Regions from separate parts of the Mus musculus genome. Here region 1 is linked to region 2. Evidence: chromatin contacts called from public HiChIP or PLAC-seq data. All regions are on one chromosome and are shown on one strand. The core of a region is the stretch at or near the end of the contact, and the rest is flanking DNA. Distances in the headings are between cores, read along the strand shown.

Region 1 (6,147 bases), core at 506-3,005, 340 kb before region 2:
CTTGAACTCAGAGATCTTCTGCCTCTGCCACCCCCACCCCAGTACTGGGAATAAAGATAACTGGCTCTTTTTTCTTACATTAACACCAACTATTATTGCCTGGTAGTTCAAAGTTCTAATAAAAGCTTTAGTGTAACTATTGTGTATACCACACTGACTGGCTGATTAAAGATTAACTGCCTTCATTTCAGGAAGGTTGGTAACGAATCCTAGCATAAGATAAGCAAGGTTGTGTCAGGTTTGAACTACAATGACCTCTAAAAAACACCCCAATAAGGTGAGAAGTGTTCTGAGGTGATGAGCAGTGTCTTTGAGAGCTGCTCATCTGAGATATACAGAAGTATGCATTGTTTCAGGTCATTTTCAGGTTAAATACATTGGGAAGGGACTACAACTAAGCAGTTAATGGGGATTTTTTTTCCCATTTTTAAAAGATTTGTTTGTTTGTCTTATGAGTGTGCTGTCACTGTCTTTAGACACACCAGAAGAGGGCTTTGGACCCGTTACAGATGGTTGTGAACCACCGTGTGGTATCTGGGATTTGAACTCAGAACCTCTGGAAGAGCAGTCAGCGCTCTTAACCACTGAGCCATCTCTCCAGCCCAGGAAAATAACTTTATATGTGGGTTTAGATGACTTTGTTTTATATGGATGGATGTCTTGCCTACATGTATGTCTTTGCACCACGTTTGACTGGCATCCTCAGAGGGCAGGAGAAGATATCAGATCCTTGGGGAACTAGAGTTACAGACAGTTGTGAGTCATCATGTGAGTGTTTGGAATTGAATCCAGTTCTTTGAGAAGAGCAACCAGTGCTCTTAGTCATTGAGCCATCCCTCTAGCCCTATTTTATTTTATCTTGAGACACAGGCTTACTATGTAGCCTTGGCTGGCCTAGAGTTCACTTCATAGACCAGACTGGACTCAAACTCAAAGACATCTGCCTGCCTCTGCCTTCCAAGTACTAAAACTAAAGGCATATACTACCATTCCCACCTAGAGTGCTTTTAAAATGGTCCATGTACTGGAGATGTTTCTCAGTGGTAAAGCATTTAACCTACCATATGTAAAAGTCCTGGGTTCACGCTCTGATATCACAGTAAGTATGTAAGTAATTAACTTGCACGAAATGTGATACAATGGTTCTTAGGTCAGACTGGTGACCTGGTGGTCTGGCAGTTAGCAGGACTTTAGTGTTCCTCAGGTCTTAGGATACTACAGCCTTACTGTTGTCTTTCCCCTCAAAGAACAAAATTACTTTCTTTAAGCTTAAAATACTGAAAAGCAAAAATACTACCAATAAGTGGAATTCAAGGTCAGTGGTGACTGATCCATTAACCTCCTGGATGTGCCATGTGGGGTCTTTCTTTCTTGATCCAACAGCATTTATTTTAGAGAAAGTTACTTTTAATCTCAAACTTTTTAAAGATGGTCTACCTGTCTGAGGCTATTCCTCATTAGCTTTACTGAAGTGTTATTTCTGAGGATGCCGGCTGCCTGTTATAGCCCCTTATCATGTTTTTCTCGCCCATAACTGGGTAAGTTACTCGCAGTGTAGCCTCTCTGGTTGCTGAGGTACGTAGGTATTGTGGTTGGAGTGTGAAGTGTCTCCGACAGGCTCATGTGTTGGACAGTCGGTCCCCAGTGGGTAGTGCTATTTTGGGAGGTGTAGAAACTTTAGGAGGTGGCTCTAGCTAGAGGAAGTAGGTCACTAGAGGCATGCCTTTAAAGTTACAGCCACTCCCTGGTCTCCTGCTTGCTCTCCACTTCTGGCCAACAAGGAAGGCGCCTCCTCTGCATGCTCTCATTGCCACTGCTCCATCCAACCATGTGCTGAAACCATGGGCCAGTAAGGCTTGCCTTCTTTAGGTTGACATCTGAGTTTTGGACATATTCTTGAATGCCAGGATAGCCAGGTCTACACAGTGGGGGTCCCTGGCTCCCCTACCCCCCCCCAAAAAAAAAGAAAGAAAAAGAAAAAAGGAGTAATGAAGCATTTCATTTGTTTGTAGATTCTCACTGTAGTTTTTCACTGCTCATGTACTGTAAGCAGGAGAAGAAAATGTGTAAACACGTTCCAGATCTTCTGTTGTTCCCCAGGAGCTGGAAAAGGATTTTAAACATCTATTAATTAGTCTGAAATTATAAAAAAGAAAAGAGGAAAGAAAGAGAGAGAGAGAGAGAGAGAGAGAGAAGAAGGAAGGAAGGGAGGGAGGGAGGGAAGGAAAGGAAAGGAAAGGAAAGGAAAGGAAAGGAAAGGAAAGGAAAGGAAAGGAAAGGAAAGGAAAGGAAAGGAAAGGAAAGGAAAGGAAATAAGGGCGTCTTTAATTATTTATGCAGTTTCAATCTCCTTTTTTCTTTATCTGTTTTTGGCTTTTCAAGACAAGGTTTCTCTGTAGCCCTGGCTGTCCTGGAACTCACTCTGTAAGGAGGGCTGCCTCTGCCTTTAATGCCCCTGGGATTAAAGGCATGGACCACCATCACCACCCAGCTGTTTTCTCTGTCTGTCTGTCTGTCTGTCTTGAGATGAGGTCTCGAAGTGTATTGGGATTTTTGCCTGTGCCACCATGCCCTCCTCTGTTCCAGTCCTTAGAACGCCCCCAGGACGCCTGCCCTGGCTCCCTACAGTCAGTACTTAGCCTGGCCGAGCACTGCAGTAAAGTCTCATGGTTGACTTTATTCTGGAAACAGTAGAAACTCCTGATTTGCTTGTGAATTGATGGTAGGATTTTGGAAATTCAGTGGCTGATTTTTTTTCCCTTAGTAGTCAAGGATATGAATAATGTGATTAAAATCCTAAAATGACTACAGTTTACATAGCCATAATTTGAATTACAATGGCCAGAATCCCAGGAAAGCTCTGTGTAAGTCATAGAAGAAATCATGGGTTCTAGACCACAGGAATTGACACCCTGTGATGACACCTTGGGTTCATCTTTTTCTCTAAGTGTGAGCAAGATTTTTTTTTTTTTTACTTCCTCTTCTTTGAGCCTGCTCCTTACTGAATTATGGAACAAAGGGGAACAGTGATGTGGCTGTTGACTGCCCAGGGTAGAACAGAACACAGAGACGTATATACTCCTCTGTCCTGTCCTGTTTGTGTTAAGAGACCAAGTCCAGGGCCTTGGGCTCGCCAAGCATATGCTGTAGAGCTGGAACTTGATCCTGAAGAGAAGTGACTGACTGTCTTTTTCCTGGTTGTCAGGGTGAGAATTTGGAGTCCTGCATGCCCTTTAAGGTCCACCTTGACAGAGATGAGACCTGGCAGAGGCATTTTTCTCAAGGCAGTTGAGGAAAAAAGCCTAATCAAACTCTGCATCTCTGAGTTCCAGGACAGCCAGGGCTACATAGTCTACACAGGGCTACACCCTGCCTCGAAAACAAAAGAAACAGAAAACTCCTTTCTGAGGACTGGGCTCTTACTTTTTATTTCTTATAGCCAAAGCAGCTTATAAAAGAAAGCATTTAATTGGGACTTGCTCCAGTTTCTGAGGATGAGTCCATTCCTCTCATGGTAGTAGGCGTGGCCTGGAACCACAGTGTGGAGCTTACTGAGCCACTGACTCCTCCCCTCGCCTCTATGCAGGTGGTAGGCAGGCAGAGAGGGAGGCAAGCCCTCCTCCAGACACACCTTCTAATGCTTCCTAAACTGCCCACCGCTAGGAACCATAGTCATTCCAACCACCAGCGGCCAAGGACAAGGGTGCTCAGTGAAACCCTTCCTTCTTCAGAAGGGAATGGATTTTCACAAAACTAATTTTATGCATGTCAAATCTAATAAAACTAGAAATATGAAGGAACTATATCAAAGATTTTATAGTTATCAGCATATCTATTGCTTTAATATTATAAGACAGTGGGCTTCCAGAGTGTATATACAAAGCTAATTCTTTGGGGGAGATAGGTGAAACAAAGTCTTACTTTGTAGCCTTGACTTGTTTGGAACTCAACTATATAGACCAGGCTGACCTCAAACTCTGCTTCTGAACGCTGGGATTGTGCTACCACATGTGGCTTGCAAGCTAATGCTTACATTACAAATACTCTGAAATCACAGTAAGTTTGTTTGGTGCACGCACAGCCGGAGGATGGACAGTAGGACAAACTGGGGGTGGGCGGCGGGTCCTGAGAGTGTAGACAGGGCTCTTGGGAGGTCAGACTACAACCTCAGATGCTGTTTCTCAGATACCTTGAACTGTTTGTTTGAGACAGGGCTTCTCAGTGGTATAGAATATCACCAATTGGCAAAGCTAGTTGTCTGTCAAGCTCCAGGGACCTGCCCAGCTCTGCAGTTATCTCCCCAGCACTGGGATGACAAGTGTGTGCCCCTGGCTTTTTCATGAATTCTGAGGATTCAAACTCCCAGGTCTTAATGCTTAAGAGGCAAGCATCCCCCTTACTGAGCCAGCCTTCACAATAATTCTGAAAAGCAAAGAATTTGCAAGTAAAAGTCCCTGTAATGATGGCTAATTGTGGTTTCAAATTCCTAGAGGTCCCACTGCCTCCGGGCCAGAGCCAGGAGCTCTGGTGCCCAGAAGCTGATGATCTGCACCCGGGACTGCTGTGCACTCCCCATTACAGGTGTGCCTCAGCACGTCTGTAACAGTGGGTCAGCAGTGATGAAACCGGAAGGAAGAACCAATGTTCAAGGGTTCTTTTATTGTTTGAAGCAAGCACATTGACAGAGGTACTTAAAAGTAGTAGAAAAGTTTATTAGATCTTTTTCTAGAATACGAGCACTCCCCTGGTTATGTAATAGGCAGTCTACAGTGTTTCTCTAGCCCCAAAGCCCTTCTGAGTGTCAGAGAACAAAACCTATACTTTATTTTTAAAAGGTTTTTGTTGTTGTTGGGTGGGAACAGTCAGTAGTAATCTTTGTCAGCAGCACCTGTCATAAACCACATGAGCAGCGTGAGCTGTTTCCTCCCTGGGGACTTGACAAGAAGCAAAAAGTAGCCGCAGAGTCAGTGTGGACCTTTTAGTGTTTAATGCCCACTCTGCTAGAAAGGGAAGCTGCAGAGAGACAGCCTGTCCCTGGGCACAGCATGGTAAATAAGCTCAGCAATAGGTAACCTCTGTAGGCCTCTGGGTTTTTGAGGTTTTTGGTTTTTTTTTTTTTTTTAAGATATATTTATTTTATGTATGTGAGTACACTACCACTCTCTTAAGACATACCAGAAGAGGGCATCAGATCCCATTACAGACACTTTTGCTATCTAGGAATAACTTGCTTTGCCCCACTGAAACTACAATTAGCCATCATTTCAGGGACTTGTACTTGCAAATTCTCTACTTTTCAGATGTTAAATCATGCACCACCATGTAACTGCAGGGAATTGAACTCAGGACCTCTGGAAAAGCAGTCAGTGTTTTTAACCACTGAGCCATCTCTCCAGCCCTGAGCTTCCATTTCTTTATGTGTGGATGGACTTGGTGGTAACCACCTCTGGTTGAAGTGAAGCGCTCAGCAAAGCTCAAAGTGTGTCTGGCCAAACTGGACATGGTGGCCCATGCCTATAATTCCAGCCTGTTGGGGGCAAGAAGGGTGAGGCAGAAGGATCAAGAATTTGAAGCCATGGCTGGCGAGATGGCTCAGCGAGTAAGAGCGCTGACTGCTCTTCTGAAGGTTCTGGGCTTAAATCCCAGCAACCACATGGTGGCTCACAACCACCCATAATGAGGTCTGACACCCTCTTCTGGTGTGTCTAAAGACAGCTACAGTGGACAGTAGACAAGAGCAAGTAGAGTTGGCCTGGTGAGCCGAGACGACCGGGAGAAGCAGGGGTCCTAAAAATTCAGTTCCCAGCAAACACATGAAGGCTCACAACCATCTGTACAGCTACAGTGTACTCACACGAGAGGGGGGCGGGGGAGGGAGAGAGAGAATGAATGAATGAATTTGAGATTTGAGGCCGGCTTGGAGTACACAGCAAGATTTTGGCTTGTGGCTCCTGGGATGTGTTAGTGGGACACTGCTGTTACTATCTTACCTCTTAATTAGAACTGTTGCTAATTCCCCCTGCTTTGGCTTATGGTTTGCACAACTATTTCTATTCTTCATCTTGTACGTGTAGGTGAGTATGTGTAAGTTCAAGTGCCCTGAGGGGCGCTTCATCCCCTGAGCTGGAGTAACAGACAGATATGAGC
Region 2 (5,901 bases), core at 3,226-5,725:
AAGGTCTTACTCTGTAACCAAGGCCTAGAAGTCATAATCTATTTGCTTCAGACTCAGGAATACTAAGATTATAGCTCTGAACCTTAAAAACAACAACAAAAAACACTAGGATGTGTTTGTGTGTATGTGTGTGTGTGTTTGTGTGCTCGTTCATGCATGATATATGTGTGAAGGTAAGCACAGGCCAAGGTACACCCGTGGAGGTCAGAGGACAACTCTGTGAAGTCAGAGACTGAGATTAGGCCTTGCACAGTAACCGCTTAGTCTAGTAAACCGTTTTTCTGGCCTGTCTTTTCTTTTTGATTATTATTTCCAAAGTGGTGGGGATTACATATGAAGAGAGACATTAATGGGATATTTGTTCCTCAAACCAAAACATTCCCTGTTACTATTTCGATAGGAATTCTAAATTCCCACTTCCCTCCGAGCAGAACTCCTTGACTTTTGCAAGACAGCAGCTCAGAGTTCCCTTGCAGCTTCAGGCATGTGGGCGTAAGGCGCGGCACGGCAGATCCACAGTGGCACTGCAGCCAGCCACAGAGAGGAGGAGGGGCAGGCGTCACAGCCACGGAGAGGCTTACCAGGCTTGCAGGGCACAGATGGGGTCAATCTCAGTCACGTACACAATGGAGCCCATGGCTTTCAGAGCAGCGCAGCACCCCTTTCCCACCTGAGCAGTCAGAGAACATAGCAATGAGCACAGCCCGTGAAAGCACACTTCTCCAGCCTCTTGAGGTTTGCGGAGGGGACCCTGATTCTTCCCCTCAAAGTAAGTTTGCTGAGTAGACTCATGCTCGGGAAAAACCAAGAAAAACAAATAAATGCAGTTCATAAACAAATCCCCGGCCCCTGCTTGGCACATTCATATGCATGAGAACACCCACATTCACGATTTATAATCAAAACACAAGCTAAAAGAACATCACAAACAGCGATGCTGGAACAAGTCAGAAAATCAATGAGAAAAAATACAAAAGGAAAAGAAAGGCACTGAACTCAAGGCCCTCTGAAGTTAGGTGTTCCCATCTAACATGGTGCATGGTATACTGCCGTCTACACACAAAACTCGGCAACATTTTAACAAAATACATTTTAAGCATCCAACAAGTAAAAGGTTGAACATTACCTCTCCATAGCCACAGACCACCACCTGCTTTCCACCAAACATCATATCTGTTGTCCTTTTAAGTCTGAGGGAAACAAAAACAAAACCAAACCATTCACTTAGAAAAACATATCCTTAGCTTCCTACCTGAGGCTTGTGTGTTTGTTTTAGTTCTTTCATTTTTGAGGGAAAGCAATACAGTCTGTATTTTGTCTATCTAACGAGCTCAAGGTATATGGGAGCTGTGCAGCCTCCCTCTTTAATCTCTGAGACTAAAGTGAGTGGTGCAAAAGAAAGATATAGAGTACACAGTGGCCTGTAAACAAAAAAGCAATGTACACGTCTATATTGTGACTAGATAGGGGAAAAAGCAAAGATACAAATAAGGAAACTGTAATTTTAATTTAGGAAGTGACAGTTCTGACGTAATGGCAACACTGTTTTACCTTGCTGTTTTAGGAATATACCGTAAGTAATGCAGTTAGCAGTATCAGAGTACCCAGTTTGGTCTTACACTGATCCAATAGGGAGAGTACTGGACAACGGTGCAGAGAGGCTGTGAAATCTGCTGATGCTCACTATATAGACAATGAGCTTTCTGGGTTCATGTGGAGTAGAAACATTCTACCTTTGTATCTTGTTCTCTATGAAACTGATCCTTGCTGTCTCCAGGATTTCTGGAAAGAATGTGTAGGAGTGAGTTCTGGTTCTCCTTGGGTAAAGACTACTTTTTCTGGGAATCTTGGTCAAGAAAAAAAGCGTTTCAACTAAAATCCAGTCAATTTTGAGATACACGGTCTCTCCAAATATGTGTAAAACTTCCTACTTTCTGGTGGGGACTACCACACTCACAAGTCATGGATTATCAGAGTGGTCTTGCAATGGCTAGCACAGCAAGGAGACCAAAGGATCTATTTCTAGGCCTCCTTTCTCTTGACCACTTTCTGAAGATTTTCCTCATCCCCCTTCTTTTTAACCATACACAGCTGTGGTGGTCTGGAAACTTCCTTCACACTGCACCTCTGCAAATGACAACCAGGCTGCAGACATGGACGGACTCCAGGTAGGCAGTGATAATCCTGTGACCTCAGGATTTTCCTCAAGGATAAAGGACAAAAGAGACTTCACTCAAGGAAGGACTGGGGGTAACGGTAAGCTACCTGGTGCTATTTAGTTGCCATGGCAACCCTCTGAACTTCTCTTTGGTTCTTCTCGCTCCACAGCCCTAGGAGAGCTAAAACACTATCTACTCTACAATGTGAAAAGCCTAGCTGAGCTCCTTTGGAGCTTCGGGGGAATTTTTCTTCTTCCTCAAGTGGAATCTTAGTCAGCAGTACACAAGGAGGTGTTGGCAGGGCTCCCTGATGCCCGTGTGATGGTGAATTCTGACTGACAACTTAAGGGGACTTAGAACCACCACGGTACTAAACCTCTGGATATGTCTTTGAGGGAGTTTCTAGACTAGGTTAACGGACATAGGAAGACCCTCAGCATAGGCAGTACCACTTGATGGATGGGAGCCCTGGACCAAAGAAAAGGAGAAAGCACCATCTTCATCTCTTTCATCAGCATTCTTCTTTGCTTTCTGACTGTGGATGGCTGTCCTTCTGCCAGGACTTCCTGTCATGACTGGATTATGCCTGTGTTGCTTTTGTCAGGTGTTTGGTCCTAGCGACATGTAAAGGGACGGATACAGCAAGTAACCATCTCAGAACTATAGAAGATTAAGTATTAATACCTTTCTCATGTGGATGCTCTCTTAGCCAAAGTGCCTGCCTGCTCCACTGCCCCTCCTTTTCTTTCTGGTTTTGTGAGACAGGATCTTATGTAGCACAACCTGGCCTCAAATTTGTTAAATAAGAAAGAATAGCCTAGAACATTCGATTCACCTCCTTGGCCTCCTGAGTGCTGGGATTACAGATGTGTGCCACCATCCCTGGCTTCTACTTAGGTGTCTCTGGAGCAGTTTTCATCTCTCTTGCTTTCATCTCTACTGAGAGAACAATTTCCCTTGACCCAGTTGCAGTCTGGCACTGTTTGCAGGTACCAATGAGCTTGTACCACTTAGCAAGTTTAGATGACAGCCCAGGTCCCTGCTCCTCACTGTAAAATCTAACCATAACCTCCACTCTGCTGCTTCTTGTCACTCTCGTACACTCTTGTACAACCTTAATACTCTTTCTTACTGAGGGAGTAAACTAGGTTGGGAGGGGCTCTATCCATTTTTCTGAATTAGTAGAGTTCTCTTCACATATCTTTTACTGATCCTGGTATAGGCCAACTTTAGGTTCACACATCCGGTATTTGAAAAGTCAAAAGACAGTGGTGAGTAGTTAAGTATTTTAATGAAATATATACAAATGACTATTAATGTGGTCAGAATTGAGGTATCTGTCACAATGACACTCACCATGAGGATACTCCATAGCTGACTACTGAGCTAAGAATTTAGGAAAACATTTAGTCTGTGTGATACTACTGACTCCCTAGTAATATAGTAGGCCACCATAGGTACAATGTACATCGAACATTCCACCAAACAGAAAAAAAAAAAAAAAAGACAAACCTCCCTAGATTCTAACTGAATCTTAAAACTTACTATACATGAAGTTCTAGACAGAGAAGCAAGGTGTTGGGTTTGGTTGCACATGCCTGTATTAAAGCACAATGAAAGAAGAACTGTGCTATTGAGGCCAGGCTGCGCTATGTATCAAGTTCCAGATCAGCTGGGTGTGCACAGTGAAATGCCACCCTGACTGTTGTTTGGTTGGTTTTTTTACAGGAGAAAGGTAACAACACTGAATAACTTACCCTGTCTTATTAACTCTCATAATAACTCATAAAGTTAAAAAAAAAAAAACCCTCATAAAGTAGGTCACAAAGTTACTATTTTACAGATGAGGGAATATGCAAGGAGGATAAGCAAGGGATTACAGTTAATAAATAGGTAATGGGGGCAGCATTTAAACTGAGGTCTTTCTGGATCCAGTGCCCACCGGTAGTGTCACAGCACACACTGAATGGCTAGGAATACAGTCCACAGAACCTTTCCTCATTTTCTCTCTTAACTCACACGGGATGGAAACACTGCACTTGCCACATTCTAAGCTATTTTGATGGTTTTACTTAGACAATTACTTGAGGGCTATGATTTGGATCTAGAATGGTCCCAAAGGTTCATATGATAAAGGCTTGGTCCCCCTGCTTGCTTTACTAAAATGTGTTGAAAACTCTAAGAGGTCAAGTCTAGTGAGAGGCGTTCTAGGAACTGGCAACAGATTCTTGAAAGGGTAGAGGGGACCCAGTGCCTTCATTACTCTTTTCTTACGTCTCAGTCAGAAGCAGTCGACTTTACTTTGTCACATGATCCTGACTAACCACACACTGCTTCACTGCACGCCCCAAAGCAAACAAGGCCATCTGCCCACAGACCAACACCTCTAAAACTCTGAGCCAAAATCAAGCTCTGATTTTCAAAAGTTGAGTATGTCAAGTATTAGTTACACCAATGGAATTGACTGCACATGAGGGTCTTGCTAGCAGTTAATGAAAGAACGCCAGAACACAAGGGTGGAGACAGGGTGAATACTGTCAGACCTGCAACCTTCATACAGCAGAAAGCAGAAATGCCTCTGGGAGTTCATTTTTCCTCCCACAAGTTTCTAGATAGTCAAGAACTCTATGGCAGTAATAACATGAGAACTATACAGTATGTTATGGGAACCATGATCTGAAATAGGATCAGCTGAGATCTCTTTCAAAATCATTGTTATGCCATTTTAATAGCACAAAATATAAACTCTTACTAACAGCAGCTAATCTCAATTATTTTTTTTATTTCACTGCCTATTTTATTATTATAAGTCGAGATTATTCTCATCTCAGACTTGTTATATAGCCTAGGTTGCTCTTTTTTTTTTATTAGATATTTTCTTTATTTACATTTCAAATGTCATCCCCTTTTCTGGTTTCCCCTCCAAAAACCCCCTAGCCCCTCTCCCCTCCCCCAACCCACCCACTCCCGCTTCCTGGTCCTGGCATTCCCCTGTACTGAGGCATAGAAGCTTCACAGGACCAAGGGCCTCTCCTCCCATTCATGTCCGACTAGGCCATTCTCTGCTACATATGCATCAATTCTTTTTTAAAATTTTGTTTACTTTTATGTGCATGAGTGCTTTGTCTGAATATGTTTGCCTGGTACCTGTGGTGGCCAAAAGAGGGCACCAGATCTCCTGGGTCTGGAATTACAGACATCTGTCAGCTGCCATGTGGGTACTGGGAATTAAACACAGGCCCCTCTGGAAGAGGAGCAAGGGCTCTTAATCTCTGAGCCCAATCTCTAGCCCCAGTCTAATATCCTAAGTGAAAGAGATTTTTCTTGTAATTGTGAGTGATAGCAACTGAGCTCCAGGTTACACAGTTCTGGGTGTGATGTGGTTAAACATGAAACAGTTCCAGAAATAACTAAAACCAAAGAAGCTGGAACCGTCAGGCAATAACCCAAGACCACCTCAAAGATAGCAGACATTACCCGTCAAGAATAGATTCACGGCAACAGTAGAGGTTATCAAATTTCTGCTTAGTGACTGAGTCATTGACGTTCATGGCGGGAACACACAGCTTCCCAGCTTTGGACAGTTGGTACAGCCTGGGAAGGAAAGAGGCAAGAGGAACATAAAACAGCCAGACATTACAACCTACGATTGGTTTCATGTCTGATCCCTGAAATATACTGATGGACTGAGCATGAAAGAAAAGATATAACTAATTCCATCCTACAAGACAGATACAGAGAA

What was found. HiChIP or PLAC-seq counts read pairs in DNA pulled down with a chosen protein or histone mark.
Region 1: a contact with region 2 is called in an H3K27ac HiChIP or PLAC-seq map of large pre-B cells, with 2.5 times the contacts expected there. The contact joins two enhancer-like sites. A contact is called at or near these places in 1 of 115 datasets of contacts at active chromatin or transcription factors (large pre-B cells) and 2 of 9 other capture datasets (adipose tissue and liver).

Annotation. Positions count from the first base shown.
Region 1 is chr6:30,225,974-30,232,120 of GRCm38.p6, reverse strand. All of the region lies in intron 5 of Ube2h (ubiquitin-conjugating enzyme E2H), which reads left to right. Among named protein-coding and RNA genes, the nearest start is that of Gm31221, 51 kb to the right of the region's middle. Within about 2 kb of position 1,755, at least 41 of the 459 cell types and tissues checked have an H3K27ac peak or open chromatin away from gene starts, as enhancers often do.
Region 2 is chr6:29,885,970-29,891,870 of GRCm38.p6, reverse strand. It overlaps Ahcyl2 (S-adenosylhomocysteine hydrolase-like 2), which reads right to left. Exons shown (of 17, transcript NM_001171000.2): 8 at 5,637-5,753; 9 at 1,127-1,190; 10 at 582-670. Among named protein-coding and RNA genes, the nearest start is that of Strip2, 28 kb to the left of the region's middle. Within about 2 kb of position 4,475, at least 11 of the 459 cell types and tissues checked have an H3K27ac peak or open chromatin away from gene starts, as enhancers often do.